Regions from separate parts of the Mus musculus genome. Here all the other regions are linked to region 4. Evidence: chromatin contacts called from public Micro-C and promoter capture Hi-C data. All regions are on one chromosome and are shown on one strand. The core of a region is the stretch at or near the end of the contact, and the rest is flanking DNA. Distances in the headings are between cores, read along the strand shown.

Region 1 (2,700 bases), core at 122-2,621, 1.8 Mb after region 4:
TTCTTAAAGTCCAGATTAAGTTCCCCTCCTCCATTGGTATGCCTTTGCTGCTGTACTGGCTAAACCTTTTGGTCCCAGGTTTCAGATTGTTCCTGGAGGGCTAGCTTTCTCCCTCAGGCTCCATGTTTGACTCCTTGAGGACAGGGATTTGGGTTTCTGCTCTCGTTTTCCATGGAGTTAGAGAGATGCCATTCAGTGCGTACGTGCAAGGCATATTTGAAGACATCCATCACAGCTATTCATTTAGTAAATGAGATAATGAAAACTCAAATAGTAGCCAAAGGTAAATCATTAATTAATTCCCTCATTCATCACACCTGTACCAAAGCCTCAGGGGCTGGGGAACCTGGGATTGCAGCTTGCCCGGAGAAGCCAGACGAGCCTCTTCTCTCCATTTTGAGGAGATCCTTAAAGTAAATAAAGGTCCATATAGGATCTCAGACAAAATTAACCCTGTATGTGTTACTGAATGTATTAGTAACCTTATATAGCACCAAAGAGAACGATAGCAAAAAACCCTTTAAAACCCACATTACAAGATGCTATTCTGCTCGTGAATTCTGCAAGGTTTCCTTGCAAATAATTGAACTTAGAATGTTTTAGTTTGCAGGAAAGAAATCGCTACGAGGATACACCTTCGCCAAGCTGTTGTGTGTTTAAAGAAATGGTTTATCAATTAGGTGGTTTTACCGTAAAACTTTTAACGCTGGGGTTGCCAAGTTCACAAAATATCAGGGCAAAAATCTTGTTTCTCACGAAAACGCGAGTATTTGAGTTTTCCGGGGGGATCTTTGAGGCTGTGCTGTCGCAGCACACCTTTGAAAGTCTCTTCACAGCTGTGGGAACCCGGCGGAGCCGATTCACTGCCCACACCATTTCTCGGTTGCTGTGTAGCTGGGGGAGCTGGCAGGGCGACGTTCCCTCTCTCTCCACCTTCTTTCATTGCCTGGGTCGCCCGGAGAGAATCTGGGAGCAAGGCTGCGAGGAGGGGGAGGGGCCGGCAGCTTCGCGTCTGTCACTCTTCCTCGCGCGTTTCGGAAAGTTCTGGGTCTGAAGTTGGGGGAGCCCAAGAGGCTTCATCCCCAAGTCTGCACAGTGGAGAGTGCACACAGCAGAACCCTGCCCTGGCGCCCTCGACCCCAGCGCGGGGCCAAAAGAAGAGTGAGGAGCCCGACCCAAGGCACCGGTTGTCATGGCAACCGGGGCGCAGGTCTCCCCAGAGACTCGGTCCCAAGGGAGGAGGCGGGGTGGGGCTCCTGGCGGACCAATGGGGAGAAGCGGAGTGCAGGGTCCCGGACCTGCGGTCCTGTCCGCGCGCGGGCGGGGTTGACTGACAGGGCAAGGGGCGGGGCCGATGCGTCGGGCCGAGGAGGAGCTGCGCGCCGTGAGGAGCTGGGCCGGGCGCGCCGCGGCGAGGGTGACACACCATGGTCACAGTTCTCCGAGGTCTCCGCGCCGCTGCCGAGCAGCGCTCCCCGGCTCTCCCGTCCGCCTCAGCCTCCTGGACAGCGCCGCGCGCGGGCGGCCGTCGTTGAGGCGCTGCGAAGTCGCGGCGGGCGGGCGGGAGCTCGGCGGGGGTCGCCGCCCGGCGATGCTGCTTCTGTCGCCGCCGACCCTCTCTGCGCACGCCCGAAGCAGCTCGGGGAAGAAGAGGCGGCGGCTCTCGGTGCCCGCGCGCTGCGCTCCGGTCGCCGCACCGGGGCTCCCCACGCGCCGGTAAGAAGCACGCGTGGCCGGACCCGGGGGGTGGGATGTGCGGGCCTCTGGGACGTCTCTTCGGCTCCCCTCGGTTCGGATGGTGGCATCCCTGGTGCGCCGAGGGCGGGGAGCGCGAGCTGCTTGCAGTTTAATCCTGGCTGAGACCCCCGAGTGGGAGGGAGCGACGGGCTGTGGGCCACAGCGAGTGACGCTGCCCCGTGGAGCTGGTGCGGACAGCCTTGCGCCGAGCGCGCGGTGGGAAGGGCTCCCGGAGTCTGTTTCTAATTTCTGTAAATGATTGTGGACATGGTGTGGTTAGAAGCCGCCCAGAAGAATGTGTCTGTGTAAGGGCTCCGAGAAGGGGGTAGGGACGGGGACAGGCTCTAGTAAAGTTTGCTTCTCTCTGCTGCAGGCCAGCCTTTCTTTTCTCCACTTTGCTCGATAACGTGAGCGCCGAGAGCTGCAAAGTTAAAAGTTAAGCCAAAGTCAAGGAACTTTGGAAATTTAATTTCCTTCTGTTGTGTATTGGAGAAGCGAGGATGGGGAGACATGGGAGCGAGTCACAGAGTGCAGGTTTCTTTCCCTGTGTAAGATCGACACCTCCCCGTATTTGCGACTAATCTTTTAGACAACCTTCTGTCATTTTCGCTTAATTGCATCTTTGAAATAACAAACGCGGTGACTTCATAGGTAGCTGCCTGGAGCTGAGTTTACCTTTCCGAAAATGGGGCAATCGGGTTTGTTTTCTAGGCGGGACATACAGAAAATGTGGGACACCTGATATGTGGGTTGAAGGACGCTGCTAACTAATTAGGAAGATTTAAAAAGGTCTGTCTAGAGAGCTTATTAAAGGACGGGAAGAAAAAAAGTACCTGTATTATGAAACAGGCGTTGGTATTTTCCCAAGTTCTTGAACCGGGTTGGCAGGGTCGGGGTCAAAACCTGCTTCATTTTCATTGGCTGCCAGTAGTGGTGATGAGGTACAAGTTATTTTTCACTTGC
Region 2 (2,700 bases), core at 93-2,592, 1.2 Mb before region 4:
CTTCAGCACATTAACTGGGCTTGGCAGGAACACACACCACTGGGGAGGTGGAGGCAAGATGATCAATAGAACAGTCATGCCAAGCTACACAGCAAGTCTAATCTAGCCCGGGTTACATGAGACCTGTCTAAAAAAACAAAATGAATGTTTTTACAGGGTGGGGTTAGACCTCTACTCTAAAACTGGCCTGAACCTTTACTCCCAGCTTCATGGGAGACCCATTCAGAAAGATCACCCCCAGGTTGAAAACGGACTCTAGGAGACAAGCCCAGCTCAGTAAGATAAAATTGTATCTGTTCTAAAGGCAAGCGTAGGTTGGTGATGCAGTGACTGAAATCATGCACAAATCCTGGGCTTGAGTCCCAGCACTGCAAGATAAAAACCCCGATGTGCTGAGAGCTGATTACATGAGACCAGACTGAACTTCACTTAACTCACTGCCAATTGTGAAAAACCTCACCTAAGGATAAACACACAGCCTTGTATTCTTGACAGTCAAGCAAACACTTGTACCATAGCACCCGATTCCCCAGAAGTTCATGGGCTGCGTTTTATTTAAAAAAATAAAAATAAAAGGAAAAACCCAGCAAAATGTTGATTTCATCCAAATAAGATAAAAGCATATATAATGGAAAAACATGAATAAATTAATTCCTTGATGACTTCAATTCTCAGTAAAATAGGAGGTAAAAAAAACTTGTTGGAATTGAATTTTGTATCATTTGAAGGATACAAAGAAGTCAAAGGTTTTAATCACTGGGCTCCAATAAAATCGCCTAGTCCTGAAAGCTATCCACCCTCGATGCCCTATTCCCAAACTCAAACAAAGTTCTGTGGGCCCTAAGTTTCCGTACCCGTGCAGTTCCCATCGCACTGGAGACAGCAAGGGCCCGAGAGACCTCACCTTCTTTCATTAGCCACCTCCCATCTTCAGAAAAAGCGTTCTCTCATGAGGACAGCGGAGCAGTCCCACTCAAGCTGCTGTGCATCACATCCACAGCGCCAGGTCACATCGAGAGCTCCTGTGCCCCCTCGCCATCCGTGACCTACAAAAGAGACGAGATGAGGCCTGAGATCGCTCTTTTGTCCCGCCTGCTACACAACATTCGGCGGACATCACGACCTGTTCCTACCCATTTGGCGCCATTCTCCAATCAGTCCTTCCCGGCGCGCGCCACCATCGCCAGGGTCAGGCAGGCGTCAGCTCGGTTTCCACCTCTCTACTCCCCATGGCCATGCTCGCCCAAAGCGCGATGGCGCCGGATTGCGCGGGAGCTGGCGTAGACATGATGCCAGAGCGTTAACAAAAGGAGGACCGAATGGAAGCGAGAACGTGCCCACGGAGGCCCTTAAAGGCGCCAGGCCTCTCCGATTGGCTGCTTCGACATAGCATGGTATGTGATTGGCTACATGTCCAAAGCCCGCCCTTCCGGTCAAGCCGCCCAGTCCTCATGCGGAACAGAGTTTACCGCGACTCGAGCTCTCGCGGGAGCCCAGAAAAGGGACTTCGACAGAGTAGGATAGCCGGAAGTTGCTGTCCAGGGGACCGCAGCCTTGGGGACTGCTAGTGGAGTGTCTCGACCTGTCCTCCGGCTGTGTGGGCGATCGCAGCCGCCGAGCCCAGGCACTGCTATGGGACTGCAAAGGTGGGGCGGCGGCACATCGGCTAGCGTCGCCAGACATGTGCAACCGGACCTGGCTGGTGCTCCGCATTTGCCTTCCGGCTTGAGGGACGTTACTCAGAATGCTTTCTTTTTGCCGTTTATTGGGCGTCTGACTTGGTGAGCACCAGTCATCTCAGCCTTTCTGAGGTGTTGGTGAGAGTCAGTCATACCATGCTGAAGGCATACTGAGGAGAAAAGTAGGCGAAATCAATCCCTACTTAAACACTAGCTCCCAAGGAGAACCTTTTTGGTTGGTTTGTGGGGTGCTCTCTTCCTTTTATATCAGCCTGACCCGAGAAAACACGTGTAGTTCAAGCTGGCCTCACACTTGGGATCTTGGTGCATCAGCCTTCGCAGACCCAGCCCTGCACTACGCGTGAGACGTGGTCGCATTTTCTTACAATGTCAAGGGTTTGTTGAATAACAATAAATTCACACGTGATTCGAGTACCATCCTAAGTGCCAAACGTTAGCTTTTCCTTCTTGAATCAGTTTTCATTCGCCACCCCCAACCCCCTGAAAATCCCAAGCTTCTCCGTACTAGTCGGGAGATGTGTGTTAGACCAGAGCTGTGTGCTGCTTTGGATGAATATCGTTCTTGGCTCTTCCTAAAGATAGCACAAGATAATTTGGCTCTGGACCTGCAACTTCTAGACCTTTGTTTGGCTCTCCATCTGAACTCACCTGAGCTCTTCATTTCTTGTGATTGTCAATGAAATAATTCAGATGAGGCACACAAGAGAGCACTGTTGAAGATAAATGGGCTTTAGTACTGGAAAGTGAAGGAACCCAAAGGAGAGAGAAACAATGGCCAAAAAGACTGTTGGCATAAAAGCCTGCTCACAAGGAGCAAGAATGGGGCTGGAGAGATGGCTCAGCGGTTAAGAGCACCAACTGTTCTTCCAGAGCTCCTGAGTTTAATTCCCAGCAACCACATGGTGGCTCACAACCATCTATAATGGGATCTGATGTCCTCTTGTGTGTATGAAGAGAGCAGTGGTGTACTCATACACATAAATTAAAAACAAGGGGCAAA
Region 3 (2,700 bases), core at 67-2,566, 1.5 Mb before region 4:
TCCTCAGCCAGGACTGTTCCATGCAGGCCTGCCTGAGCAGAACCCGGAGCTGACCAAGGGTTTCTCTCCTAACATGGTTTGATTGAGCGAGACATTTGATTTGCACTTCTATTAAAGGGAAGTAATGTATTAAATTGTTTTGATGCTGCCGCTCGGGCTATTCTCAGTGAAAGAATGCACTCTGTCTATACCTCTGGCTGGCTCCTGTCTCCCACCACTCACAGGTCCAAGGCCAGGGTTTCCTCTTATTTTTTGAAGCCAAGTATGACCTTGAACTTATGACCCTCCTGCCTCCACTTACTGGGAGCAGCAATTACAGGCAAGAGACTGGTTTTGTGAAGGGCCAGCAACCGAGCGCAGGGCTTCAGCTAGGCTAGTTTCTTAAGTGAAGGCTCAGGACTTTCCAAGTTGCTTGTTTTTCTGCAGCGTTTGCAAAAGCAATTCTAATGTCCAAATGGTGTGGTTGTATTTAGAGAGTGAGGCAGGAGATTGAGAACGGATCTTTTTTCCTTAAGGATCAAAGTAACAGCCATTTTCCTACCTCCATACTCCTACTCTTGTGACAAAAAAAAAAAAAAAAAAAAAAAGAAACCTGGATTGTTATAACTGTTTTCTGCCGGGAGGCCGGAGTGTGTGCATCTGCTAGGGAGAACCTCAGGATGAGGGGAAAGCCCAGCTGAGCTGCCTGGGGTGAGGAAGAAGGTGGGGGAAGCACCTTTTCTCTGTCTTCTGTTTGCCTGGGATTCAGAAACTTCTGCACTATAATTGTAGTCTGCAGAACAGTAGAAGAAAGCCTACAAAAGGTTTTTTCCATGTATATGCAGATGATCATGTATAGCACAGACCAGGCGGCAGCCACAGGAATTTATCATATCTTGCTTCTGGAGGCTGGAGACACGAGCATCTATAGATCTGGTTTCTTCTGAGCCCTCCTCCTCTTTCACTTAAAGATGGCTGTCTTGTGTTTCTCCAGCCATGTTGGTTAGAGCTTACTTCTATAATCTCATTTTATCTTAAACACCCTTTAAAGGCCTCATATTCCAGATGTACTCCAAGATGCTGAGTTCAGCTGAGAACTCAGAGGGAAAGAATCCACCTTGAGGTGGAAACTTAAGGGTTCTTTGGAAAATCAGTTGTGTTGGGTGGTGTTTTTCTCAGGCAAATATGTGAAGGTGACTTGGGCCAATTGGCAGAATGATGTCAGCAGAGACAGACTCACATGGAGTTTTACTAAGTCAGACTCACGTGGTGAGGCAAGACACGCGGAGGACACGTGATGTTTGGAGGGATAAATAGGACTCAGCGGACTGTGAGAGGAGCTTGACTCACTGGTAGAGCTAGCTATGCAACACTTGCTGGTCTCTCATCTTTGCTGAACTTCAGTATGTTAAGAGAGGCACCACGGAGAACTTTTCCTGGGGTTGCTGGTGAGCTGAATTCCTTCTGCTGACTCCTGCTGTTTCAACTGAGGCCTGGCTGTTCCTGCTAGGTCATGCCACCACTGCTGCTATCCCAATACTACTGAACTGGACTGCTGCGGGTGTATCTGTGAAGTGTTTACAAGTAGATCGAGCTGCCACTGCTGACCTGTGAACTGAACTGCTGATTCTCTGACAACGGGGATGGAATTTGCTCCAAAGAACCATTTCCAGGCAGGTCCACTTCCCCCACGTCCTTTCTTTCCCACTGCCTCTGCTGGGTGGTGGGCTAGAGAGGAGGCTGGAGGGCTTGGGAACCATCATTAAAAGTAGGGTTTGAAGGAATTGAAGATACACCACCCAGTGACTCTGTTCTAACCTGCTTTACTTGGGACATAGTCTTATTCTCGTGGCTTATGGGTGACCTGTGGGGCTCTAGCCCTGGCCATCTGCAGGTGTGATCTTGGTAGACAAGGGTCTCTTGCATTCCCAGGACACTGACCTTTAAAAGCAGTGACGTGCTTTCTATGAATAGAAACCTACAATGGGTGCTTCCATAAAACAAATACTCTTCTTGCATGTTTACTTTTGTAAGTTTGGATTTCTGGGTCAATAGTTTTCTGGGTGTATGGCGCCTACCTATATTCACAATAACAAAAGCTCAACCAAAAAATTCAAGGTCCTCTTCGTTCCCACTTGGGAACTTGGAATACTCCTGTGCATGAAACAAGCCTGGGGTCCCGCTTCCTGGGCTTCACGTCTGTTTTCTGTTTTGTTGGAAATTAAAAGCCTGGGCCTTGCATATGCTAAGCAAATTCTCCCAAGCTACATCTGCAGCACTTTATTTAGTTTTTAATTGTATATTTTAAGGATATATTAATTTTTCTTTTAAGTGTATGAGTGAGCCTCAGAATCTGGGGTTTGCCAGAAGAAGAATTAGATCTCTTAGAACTAGAACTGCAGATGGTTTTAAGCTGCCATGTGGCTGCTGGGAACCAATCTGAGTCCTCTGGAAGAGCATCCAGGATTGTAACCTCTGCGTCATCTCTCCAGCCCTGAGTCCTTTATTTCTACTTATTTTGAGATAGAGCGGCACACAAGTTGCCCAGGCTAGAGCAGACTTGAACTCTCTGTGTAACCCAGGAAGGCTTTGAACTTTTAATCCTTCAACTTCAGCTTCCTAAGTAACTGGGTACAGGCTTGTACCACCAGGCCTACTAGATTTCTCATTTCGTAATGTAAACAAGAGATGAGACAAAGCAATACTGAAGAGTTTCCTTCT
Region 4 (2,700 bases), core at 189-2,688:
GAGCTGGCCAGGTTCAAGAACAGCCCAGACAGAAGCTCGCTTGCTGCGCTGTGTTCTGTCCAGACGCATTCTCGTTGGTGGAGCCCAGGCCTGCATGAGCCTCGGCGAGCCCAGGAAAGCGCGAGTCCCTCGCTCGCCTGCAGGGGCCCAGCCAACGGCGTGCTGTCCCGGAACTTCCAAACTAGTGTGGCGGCCAGGAGACTGACCGCCCGCAGGGGCACTGTGTGCTTCACGACCCGAGAGCAGACTTAGAAGGCAGGGACCCACCCTCCCCTCCCATAGTACTCACGGGGGGTACAGGCAAGGCGCGCGTCCCTCCACGGCGGACTCTGCATCACTCCGGGCCAGAAGATGGGCGTCCGACCGGGCAGCTCGGCCAGGGGCTTGGGGTACCGGCCCACGGCGGCCACAGCCGCGGCGCTGGGGCTAAAGTAGAGCCCGGGCGGCGGTGGCGGAGGGCTCAGGCTGCTGAAGCGGGGCAGGCCGGCCAGCAGCCCAGCGGGCGACGAGGCGGCAGCGGCGGCAGCAGCAGCGGCGGCGGCGGCCGCCGCAGAGGCCGAGGTGGCGGAGGCGGACGAGGAGGAGGAGGAGGAAGACCCGGAGGGCGAGGCGGAGGGCAGGGCGGCCCCCGAGGCCACCGGCATAGAGGGCCGGCTCAGGATGTCGTTGATGCCGTGTGGGGTGGCCGCCGAAAGCTGCTGCGGGGGACTGCCCAGGGACGAGAGGCCCCCCGCGGCCGGGGGCTTCAAGCCGCCCGGGTTATGTGAGCCCAAAGGTGGGGAGGGCGACGAGGACGAGGAGGACGAGGACGAGGAGGAGGGGGGCCCGGTGGGCAGCGGGGGATAAGCGGCGGGGTAGAGCGGGGTCTTCATCTCGGCCATACTGTGCAGGGCGGCCAGGGGCGGGCTGCTGAGCAGGAACGCGCTCTGCCGAGGGCCCTCCATCGCCCCCACAGCTAACATCCCACAGCCAGACCCGAACCCGCAGCCACGCAGGTCGGTGGCCCCGCCGGGGCTCGGGAGAACCCGAGGTGCCGGGGGCGCGCGCAAGCGAAGTGTGGATCGGCCGCGGGCTCCGGGAGCTGCGCAGCAAAAATGTCCAAACGCCCCGCGGGAGGCGGCAGGGGCGAGGGCTGCGGGGGCGCGGGCGGGCTCAGCGCTTCCTCGGCTTCGGGAGTCCCGGATTCGATCCCAGGCGCTGGTCCCTCGTTCCCGGCTCAGAGCGCTCTGCTTCTCATCTTCTCCACCCCCGCGGGAAATCAGCAAGACGTACCCCGCAGCCGACCCAGAGAGTTTGCAACAAGGTTGGGAGGCGCGGAGCGTTCGCTTTGATGTAGGAGGGCGGGGGCCGGCTCGCTCGCCTGGGGGAGCTTCAAAGCGGGCGGCGTTCCGCCCGGTGCGCGCCTCTGATCTCGCTCGGACGCTCCGCTCTCCCGGCGGCCGCGCTGCTGAGTCGCACTCACCGCTCGCCCGGGGGACAGAGCACAAACGGCCGGCGCGGGTATCGCGCCCGCCACTGCCTCGGGCCCGGCGTTACTGCGCCAGAAAGGGCAGTCAGTGACACCGCTCCGGCGGCTGGGGACTTGGTGCGCCCACGAGCCTACTTCCCCTCCGAGCCACGCGGCGCCGGACTAGCCGGATCGAAAAGGATAAAAGAAAATAAACCTAAGTATGGAAAAAGTCTGACGGGCCGGTTCCGATCGTCCGTCCTCTTCTGCAAGCCGGCCGGGAGACCCCCCCCCGTCCCACCCCCTGGCGCCCTCTCTTCCTCTCACTCTCCGCCTTTCTCTTGCCTCTCTGGCATTTCTCCTTGGCTTTCCAGGCTTGGCTCTTCCAAGCCCTGTCCTCTGGCCAAACTGACCCTCTCGGCGGCTCTTCCCTTCTCTCCTCTCTCCCTCTGGGCCTGACAGTTCGGATGAAGCTCTCAAAGGTAATAAAATATTTGCACCCCTCCCTGCCTCTCTTTAGCTGGGGGACGCAAGGGAGGGGAGGTGGGGGGCCAAAATGAGAACTTTCGAGGACGTCATTCCGGGGCGGCTCGGCGGGGCGGGACTGAGGAGCGGGGCCCGGGTCCTGGGCGTAAACACCGCCTCCAATAGCGCTCAGCTTGGGCAAGGCGTCGCTCCTAGAACACGCCCACCTGGGAGCGCCACACCTTTTGATTGGCTGAGACTAGGGAGCCATAAGGACGCGCCCTCCTAGTCCCCGCCCCAGCTTCACTTGGGCGGAGCCAAGAGGGGAGGGGCCTGGCGAAAAGAGTGGTTCCAGTCTAGAGCCAGCGGCCGGCTCAACTAATCGTGCAAAATAAAATGGAAAGGAGAAGGAGGGAGCAGGGACGAAGAGGGCATTACTTTTTAAAGAGAGGAATAATGAAAATCCAGCCCTTCTATGGAAAAGCAGTTTAAGTGCGGCTCTTCCGCCCACGCCAGCTCGCGTCATCCTCCCCCAGCTCGCGCGCGGCGCCCACCTCCAACGGTGTCTGGACCCTTGCGAAAAGGGAGCTAATGGAGCAGGCAGGAGGCATATCCCAGGCCGACTTCCTTCTTTTGAAGGGATTAATTAAAGGCCCTCTGGGCTCTTCCAGAATCGTGTAAATTGATTTGTTGTTCCTTAAGCCCGTAGATGTTTTTAAACCCCTCGCAGGCCTAAGGGTCACCCTTCACCATCTTTCCGTCTCCTGCTCTTTTCTGTTCTTTCTCCG
Region 5 (2,700 bases), core at 147-2,646, 1.2 Mb before region 4:
TTTAAGATACTCAGGTACTACTAAATTTAAATTACTGATTCAACTCTATTATCATTCATAACCATCAACTTCTAACATATAGAAAATCCAGCTCTTCGCTAGAACCCTTTGCCAACTGACTTTAGGATCTAAGTTTCCAAATTAAAAACCATCTGCTGCTGATAACACTTGTTCAATGCAGAGGGGGGAAAAAAACAGCTTGCTTTAGAACAAGATTCCGGAACAACCTATCCATCTCCCACCCCCTTCCAGTTCCTCTCATGGTGTAGTCTAATAAGCACCCAAGAGGGAATAGAAGTAATTAATCATGTAAGGAATTAAGAACATATAAGCTGCAAGGCTTAATAGGACCAGCATCCTCCAAAAGTTAGCTGTTTGACTTCAGAAAGCCTTACTAATTGCCAGTTCAAAAGCTTTATTCTTTATCATTCAGTCATACTATAAGCTCTTAAAGACCTAACAGAAACCAGCAAGCTGAATCTCAGGGTTGTGGACAAGGCTAATCTACTGTCTTAAGTTTCCCTAAGAATAAGGAAGAAGCAGAAGCCATTTCATTTCCCTACCTTGTTTGAATGACACCTCCATATAAAAGTCAGCAGGCTCAGGCTTAGTCAAGGGCTGTCTCCCACCCACTCCCGGCGCGTTTCTACCGAGAGCCCGCTAGAGGCTGAGCGTGGAAGGGGTTCCCAGTTTCTCCATCTTTCAACTTTATTCCCCACCAACAGCCGGGTCCACCGGCACTCGGATGGTTGTTTACCGTTGCTTGACCAGGCTGAGTCCCAGCCCGCTCCCTTCCCCCGTGCACCGCGGGGACACTATGACATTTGGCTGGTGGGCTTCGCGAGGGAAACGGACACACACCCAGAAGAGTCCATACAAAGGGGCGTAGGAAGAACGCGGCGCCGGGCAGCAGCGAAAGGAGGCGCTGGTACGAAATGACACAGCAGCAAAACAGGTTCCCAGAAGCCCGGGGCCGGCAGCCGCTTCCCGGGCCGCGCCGAGAGCCTGTCAACAGCCGCCCAGCCCTTCCTCCCGAGCGCGGGGCGGGCGGCGCCGGCCCGCCGACTGACAGCCGCGCTCTCCGGCGCCCGCCGCTCGCGCCGCGCCCCGACAACCCTCGGTCCGCCGCGGCCCACCGGCCCACCGCCCGGCTGCCCGGAGCCGCCGCCGCGCTCTCCGCCCGCGCGCCGCTCGCCCCGAGCGCGGGCCCGGCGCCGGTCCCCGCCGCTCAGCCCGGGTCTCCGGAGCTGACACTCACCCGAGCCGGCGGCGCCGCCTCCTTCTCGCGCCGCGCTCCCCGGGCTCCCAGCAGCCGCGGCGGCGGCGCCTCCGAAACACAGACCCGGGTTTGTTCAAAATCACGCCCAGCGCCATTCCACCGCCGCATCCCATAATACGCCGGGCCGCCCCGCCCCGCCCGCGCGCCGCCCCGCCCCCGCCGGCGGCCCGAGCCCCGCCCCTTCCGCGCCCCTGCTCCGCCCCCTGGCAACCCGAGTCGCGTCTTTGCGCAGGGCTGGGGGAGCGCTCTGGGGTTCCACGTGACTGCTCCTGGGGCCTCCGTCAAAGGGAAGGCGGGGAACTCCAAGTGGGTTCGTGCTTCTGGCTTTGTGACTAAACCTCGGTCAGTGCGGTTTCCAGCGCGCCCCCGCTTGGTGATGCGCCTGAGTGAAGAGAGAGTCCGCATCCTTTCTCAAATGTTAATAAATCTGTTGGGGTTTAGACGTGAACGTTGCAAGGGGCTCCTAAAAGCTCCTGAGAGAGCACGCAGAGTTACCTTGAAAGGGAGTTTTTGATAATTTGTCTTGCAACACACCTTATACTGATACATATGGATTCTTTGCATTCAGTCATCTCATTTCCTGGGATATTTATAAATCCAAGAAATAAAAAATATATATTAAATTTTAAAAAGGCCTTACAACGTGAAACTACCTGGGGAACCACACGAAGGAGGCGGGAGATAAGTTAAAGGTATCGCTTTCCAACCAAGTATTCCTGGGGGTACTGTGGGGGCATCACTAGAAGAAAAAAGGCAGAGAGACTGAGGCCCCAAATTTAGATAACCCCCACCTCCACACCTCACCTTGGTAGAAAAATTCTGAGTTCCTTCCACCAAGCTGACACAGTTCTGATACCACTACTACAAAACAGGACCTAAGGAATAAGGGCAACATTTCCGGGTTTACTGTGGATTTTTTACAACGACTAAAATGACTAGTACAATCTTATCAGTGTCAGCAATCTGGTCAAAACAACTCACACCATGACATAGCGTTTAATGTATGTGGAGAATGACAGTTTTACATTAGTGAATATAAGAACTGTGGTATCCAGTGATGCATTATATAACACTCAACAACTGTGCTGAATATTATAATTCTTAGAAGGAACTGGACAGATGTCTCCGTGCTTAGGACCATGGTTAGGACCCGGTACCGTTCCTATAAAGGACCTAAGTTCAGCTCCCAGCACCCACACCAGGTGACTTACAAGGCCTGTAACTCCAGTTTCAGGGAATCCAACATCCTCTTCACGACTCTGAGGGCACAAACAAATACACAGATATGCATGAAAATAAAATCTTAAAAATAAATACAATTCATATAAAATCAAGAATAAAATAAAGCTTTTAGCTGGGCAGGGTGGCCCACCTCCATATTCTAGCTTTTTAAAGGCTGAAGCAAGAAGAAGATTGGGAGT

What was found. Promoter capture Hi-C pulls out the DNA fragments that hold promoters and counts their contacts. A called contact is a pair of places that touch in the nucleus more often than the background predicts.
Region 1: a contact with region 4 is called in a Micro-C map of embryonic stem cells, with 8 times the contacts expected there. The contact joins the promoter of Ptpn13 here to the promoter of Nkx6-1 in region 4. A contact is called at or near these places in 4 of 484 Hi-C or Micro-C datasets (all in embryonic stem cells), 2 of 115 datasets of contacts at active chromatin or transcription factors (both in embryonic stem cells) and 1 of 9 other capture datasets (embryonic stem cells).
Region 2: a contact with region 4 is called in a promoter capture Hi-C map of pre-B cells, with 2.8 times the contacts expected there. The contact joins the promoter of 5430416N02Rik here to the promoter of Nkx6-1 in region 4. A contact is called at or near these places in 2 of 39 promoter capture datasets (hippocampal neurons and pre-B cells).
Region 3: a contact with region 4 is called in a promoter capture Hi-C map of pre-B cells, with 2.5 times the contacts expected there. The contact joins the promoter of 2310034O05Rik here to the promoter of Nkx6-1 in region 4. A contact is called at or near these places in 3 of 39 promoter capture datasets (liver and pre-B cells).
Region 5: a promoter capture Hi-C map of hippocampal neurons shows a contact between it and region 4, with 3 times the contacts expected there. The contact joins the promoter of Lin54 here to the promoter of Nkx6-1 in region 4. A contact is called at or near these places in 2 of 39 promoter capture datasets (cranial neural crest and hippocampal neurons), 1 of 484 Hi-C or Micro-C datasets (nephron progenitors) and 2 of 115 datasets of contacts at active chromatin or transcription factors (embryonic midbrain and stem cell-derived neural progenitor cells).

What each region holds. Positions count from the first base shown.
Region 1 is chr5:103,423,821-103,426,520 of GRCm38.p6, forward strand. Ptpn13 (protein tyrosine phosphatase, non-receptor type 13) reads left to right here and starts at 1,372. Exons shown (of 48, transcript NM_011204.2): 1 at 1,372-1,716.
Region 2 is chr5:100,428,193-100,430,892 of GRCm38.p6, forward strand. It overlaps 5430416N02Rik (RIKEN cDNA 5430416N02 gene), which reads right to left and starts at 1,343. Exons shown (of 5, transcript NR_034038.1): 1 at 1,134-1,343; 2 at 905-1,046.
Region 3 is chr5:100,209,376-100,212,075 of GRCm38.p6, forward strand. It overlaps 2310034O05Rik (RIKEN cDNA 2310034O05 gene), which reads left to right and starts at 1,317. Exons shown (of 4, transcript NR_040679.1): 1 at 1,317-1,652.
Region 4 is chr5:101,663,273-101,665,972 of GRCm38.p6, forward strand. It overlaps Nkx6-1 (NK6 homeobox 1), which reads right to left and starts at 1,439. Exons shown (of 3, transcript NM_144955.2): 1 at 290-1,439. The coding sequence starts at 962.
Region 5 is chr5:100,499,243-100,501,942 of GRCm38.p6, forward strand. It overlaps Lin54 (lin-54 homolog (C. elegans)), which reads right to left and starts at 1,397. Exons shown (of 13, transcript NM_172714.4): 1 at 1,259-1,397.